2 separate regions of the Mus musculus genome follow, and region 1 is linked to region 2. The links are chromatin contacts, called in public promoter capture Hi-C maps. All regions are on one chromosome and are shown on one strand. The core of a region is the stretch at or near the end of the contact, and the rest is flanking DNA. Distances in the headings are between cores, read along the strand shown.

Region 1 (2,700 bases), core at 82-2,581, 850 kb after region 2:
TTCTGCTTTTGAGGCTAGCCTGGTCTACAGAGTGAGTTTCAGTGCTCTTAACAGCTGAGCCATCTCTCCAGGCCCCTCAATCTTACTTTTAAATGAAGTTTCATGTATCCCAGGCATTATTTAATTCACTATGTAACTGAGGTTAGACCTTTAACTCCAGCCTCAGCCTCCTGGAATTCCCTGATTGCAGGCATGTTCCACCAACATTTTTTGTTTGCGAACCTTTCTGTGGTTTCAAGAGACTTCAGCATATACAATATCCAATTCTCTTACACTCTTCCTTGCCACATTTTCCAGGATTATCTTTTGCCAGCAACACTTTTCCTGTCTTGTTACTTTTAAGTTCAAATCCTCAAACACTGCATTTTATCAGTAATTAAAACTTCGATACAAGGTTTCTCTACATAACCCTGAATGTTCTATGTAGGCAGGAACCTGGCTATACATTCAGATCCACCAGCCTCAGCCTTTTGAGTGCTGGGATTAAAGGCATGCACCATCCATGCTTGGCTCACTGCATTTTAAAAAAAAAATTTTTTTTTTTTTATTCAAAGACAAGATCAGGCTTTGTTCTCCAGGCTAGCCTCTAAGTCTTAGCCTCATAGCATTTTCTGTCTTGGCCTTCTGAGTGCTGGGACAACAGACACAAGACCCAGGTAATAAGATAACTTAAGCTTTCTCCCACTGCATCTTCTTTCATCTTTCTAAACATTCCTATGTTCTCCGAAGCCGCTTAAGGATTGCCTTTTTGCGATTCTGAAGCACTTCACATTTCCCTTATCGCTACTGCTGATCTCACCCATACTGCTTCCTAGACTGTGGTTCACTGAAAAAAAAAACGGTAACTCTTCCTTGACCATATACGCCCCACTCCCGAAAGGCAACTGAAACAAGATTTAAAAATTGACCAGGTCGCAATCCGGGCGTGTGCCTTTAATCCCAAACAGTCGCTGGCAGGCAGAAGCAGGCGCATCTTTGAGTTTGAGGCCAGCTTGGTCATTTCCTCTATCAGCAGGGCTATGAAGAGACCCATCTCAAAAAATAAAAGCAAAACACACAACAGCAAAAAACAAAACAAAACAAAACCCAAATTGACCATGTCCCAATTATCTTTATTTATTTGTAATCTATCCTTAATTATACTCCTAATCTTTTCCTCCCTTCAATTTGCATACGGGATAGCCGACGTACTGGATGACCCAAGCTCTAAAGGATCAGCGTCCTCAGCCCGGGAGCGCCACCACCACTTAACCCCATTAAGATGGCGGCAGCGCCCGCTCAGCCACTCAGGGCCGAAGCCTGCGTCACGTGACCCGCACAGCTCTCACCGCGGTGGCTGATGGGAGGTGGAGATAGAACGAGGGTGTCGGCCATTTTGTGTCTGTTTCCTGCGGGACGCGCTGGTGGCGGTTGGTGTGGAGAACTCTGCGAGTCTCTTGGGTTTTTTGTTTTTTGTTTTTTCCAGCTTCTTTCCGCCTCTATTCTGCCTGTTCTGTAGGGCGCAGTTATGGGTCGCAAGAAGAAGAAGCAGCTCAAGCCGTGGTGCTGGTATCCTTTGTGGGGTTGACGTGGAGGCCGAGCGTGGGTGTCGCTTCTTGAGAACACAAGTCTGATAGGTTTGGGTTAAGCCTGTTTGGTAGGGCCCGGCCGGGCCCAGCCGAGCCTTTGTGCTGTGGCTGGGTTAGGATTTGGGGTGGTTTCTTGTAAAATGGGGTTCTTCGGGCGAGAGGGCTCCGGAGTTTGGTGGCGCTGAACTCGGTGACTCAGGCGCTTGTTTGTCGCGATCATTGGGCCTGGAGACGTTCCCCAAGTGCAGTCGTCCCTAAGAACTCCTGTCTCCGTTGTTTCGTTGAAGACCCCACAAAGGGACTTGAGTTTGGGGTAAATGTCCTGACTCCCTGGATAATTGAACTGTGACTAGCCCCCCCCCCCTCGCGGTGAAGAATCGGCTTCCGCCTCTCTTTCGGGCGCCTTAATCTTGGGGAAGCGGTTGCTTAACTGGGTGGAGTTTCTATTATCGTTACCCAATTTTGTAGGACTGGTTAAACTGTTAAGAAGGAAAACAATTTTCTCTCTTTTTTTTTTTTTTTTTTTTTTGTGGATAACGTATTACGCTAAACTGATTTTTTTTAATCTATTACAAGAAAACTATTTGTCTCAAGACAAATTTGTTTTTAAAATAGTTAAGTAGCTAAAAATCCGTCACGAATTATTTAATGCACTCACAGAAAAAGTCTTGCGAGGTCAGAACTCTTAGTATATGCGAATTTACATTTCCTGAATGCATAGATTAATAATGAAACTGGAAGAAATTTTATGGATTCTTAGTTGAATGTGCCCTTTGTCATGAGTTGTATAATGGATTATGAATTCCCAGTTTCAACTCTATTGTATATTTAATGAATTGTGAAATTGCCTCCCCCCCCCCTCTGTCTTTTTATTTGGGATTGGGGGTCTGGTTGTCTGGAAATTGCTCTGTCCACCAGGCTGGCCTCCGCCTGTCTCTGCTTCCCCAGTGCTGGGATTGAAGGCATGGATCACCACTGCCCAGTTTGAAGTTGCCTTTTCTTTTGAAAAGAAATATTTTGAGTTAGTCTTGCTGTCTGACCTGGCACTCAGAATAAATATCTGCCTTTGCATGTGGAGTGTTGAAATCAAAGGCATGGGGTATGCCAGGCTAAAAGATTTTTATTTGGGCTT
Region 2 (2,700 bases), core at 93-2,592:
CTGTCTCTAAACTACTCCTAAGTAGTACAGATACCACCCTGCTGGTCACACTTGAGCCAGGGAGGTTTACTATGGTATAATCTCTGGCATTCGACAATATCGAAATGCTAATAAAGCACAGAAGTTGAGATTAACAGTTGAGATATGCTAAGTTGCACAGACAAAAATAGCATATAGTAAATGATGCTAGTTAGAAACTACAGTTTGATTCATATCTTATACGCAGAGTGGAGAGGGGAGCCCCCAGTGCTCTGGGGTCCGATCACTATTGAGATTATGACTGTTGGTAGATGCTTAAAGATCAACTGCACTGGCTTTTGTGCGATAGTATTCCGCTTCATCTTCAAGTTGGATGGTAGGATTCTCACGATACTTTATACGTCAGTCACATACCAAAAAAAAAAGCACTTTAAATTGATTTAGTAAGAAGTGTCCGTCCTTTCCTACCAGAGTAGACTTATGCAGTCAGTGTTAAATGACTTAATGTAGGTGATTTTAATCACATTAGTTCATTCACAGTGCTGTATACATCACAGTGTTGTACACGCTAGCCGTGTACCACAGGACAACATAATAGATCTGCTGTTGGTTGTCTTCAGCCAGATGTGCTGTCATGCCCTAGTAAACAAGCTGTTGGCACCATCAGACTCTCTCTTTGCTCACAATTGCCTGAGAACAGAAACTGTTCCTACATCTCTATTTTATGCCCCAGAGGCCAAGTTGGCTTAGCAAAGTTTTGATTTTCTGGTTTTGGTTTTGTCTCATTATTTTTAGTCAGATAGGTCATTCCTCAGCTGCAGTAATGAGAATGTATTTCCTTAATTTAAAAACAAAACAACAACAACAACTCAAAGCTTTTCAACTCATTTGAGTACAAACTCAAGACCTTCCTCATCCTGATTTAAATTCCATATTAATAATTATAAATTTTTCCTAGATCTAATTGATTATGCTGTTTACTTAATTTTTCATAGTGGAATAGAAAACACATAGCGATTCTACATTGTTAGATATATGTATATACCTTTGAAAAAGCCCTTCCTCTCTACTAACCTGAACAGTTATAAGTGGGAGGAGTAAGAGAGCCGCATGTGCTACCTACCTTCAGAGCTCGCCCAGCCGTCACTTCGTAAGCCACCTCAGTTCTGCTCTTCTTATTTTAAGTAGAATACTTTGGAGACTGTGAAACTTAAATCTGCAGGGTTTTTTAAAGAGGATATGTACAGCTAGCTTTCCACTCTTAAAACCAAACCACAGATGACACATTTCCTTTCCGCTGCAACTCAACTACATGTCACGGGGAAAGCAAAGACTGACTTGTCCAGCTGGCAATGGGATGACAAGAGGCTTTGTAGCGCCAGTCTCCACCCCCTGAATGGGGAGGGCTTTCCTCTTTCCTTCCCCTTCCCCCTTTTCTCTCCCACCTATGGCTTATTGTTTATGCCTACTATCTGCTTTTGAAATTAGTATTATTCAATGGAAATTACATGATGGCATCTTTAGTGTGGCATTAAAATCACTTTTCTAATTTTATATCACAGACTGATTTGAAAACATAAATGTGGGGTCCTTGGAGGTGTTTGTCAGCTAGGAGGATCACCGAGTCCGTGGAGGTGTTTGTCAGCTAGGAAGATCACACACATCACTGCCGTTTCAAGCTGCGAACTGCAGCAGTGATCTGAGCAGAATTTGGGCCAGAGAATGCTTGTAGGGTGTGGTGTGTGCAGTTGTGTCATTGCCTCAGATTAGACACGTCTGTTCGTCCGGGATGGATTACACGGTTTTGTGTGAAATCAGATAGACTCCTCTGATGATCTCCTTGGTTCTGCTGATCGTACCGAAGCCTGGGTCACAGCAGATCCCCTCTGATCCTGTCTCACTACGATCCTCCCTTCAGGTTTTCTGAGGTGCTTGTTTCCTCACTAGCCCCACACATGTCACGCATCTCTAACGCTGTCTTTGATCATCTCCTCCCTTTTTCTGAATGAGCACCACACTAATCTCCAGGGATCATTAGACACTTTCTCATCTCCTTAAAAAGATGACCACTTTTAATTTATATAATTTAAATTTTTATTTATTTTTATGGTGTCACTGGGACTGATCGCAGTTATCTACGCCTACCTTTATGTAGGTTTTGATGTCACCAGGTTTGCATGACCAGCACCTGCTGAGCCAAGTCTTTCACACCTCCCCTCCTTTTTATTTTGAGTCAAGTTTATTAAGTTGCCCATGGTAGCTTTGAATATTTTTGGGTTTTGCTGGTTTTCCTTTTTTTTTTAAATCTCCTCTCACAGTCCATCCCAACCACAGCTTCCCCTCCCTCCTCTCCTCAGTCTGCCCCGTACCTCCTCTTTCCCAGATCCACTGCTCCTCCATTTTCCTTCAATAAAGAGCAGCCTGAAACAGCTTCTTGTGGAGTTGAAACTGGCCTAGAACTCAATATGGAGCTGAGGACGACCTTGCCTTTATGGTCATCTTGCCTTGCTCCCATGTGCTGGGATCACAGGCTTTTATCACCACATCCATCTGAGCGCTAGGAATTGCACCTAAGCTTTCATACATCCACTAGGCAAGTACTCGGTCAACTGACCAATGCCACAGCCTCCTTGATTCTTACTAAAAGTCAAAAAAGTTGCCTATATTTTCAAAAGTGATTCCAAAATATTTGCAAAATTGAGAATATTGTTTTAAAGCAGC

The links. Promoter capture Hi-C pulls out the DNA fragments that hold promoters and counts their contacts.
Region 1: a promoter capture Hi-C map of pre-B cells shows a contact between it and region 2, with 2.0 times the contacts expected there. The contact joins the promoter of Zfp207 here to the promoter of Evi2a in region 2. A contact is called at or near these places in 2 of 39 promoter capture datasets (liver and pre-B cells) and 1 of 9 other capture datasets (adipose tissue).

The regions. Positions count from the first base shown.
Region 1 is chr11:80,381,948-80,384,647 of GRCm38.p6, forward strand. It overlaps Zfp207 (zinc finger protein 207), which reads left to right and starts at 1,332. Exons shown (of 12, transcript NM_001130169.1): 1 at 1,332-1,548. The coding sequence starts at 1,508.
Region 2 is chr11:79,529,267-79,531,966 of GRCm38.p6, forward strand. Evi2a (ecotropic viral integration site 2a) reads right to left here and starts at 1,343. Exons shown (of 2, transcript NM_010161.3): 1 at 1,103-1,343. All of the region lies in intron 36 of Nf1 (neurofibromin 1), which reads left to right. Evi2 (ecotropic viral integration site 2) reads right to left here and starts at 1,343. Exons shown (of 4, transcript NM_146023.4): 1 at 1,103-1,343.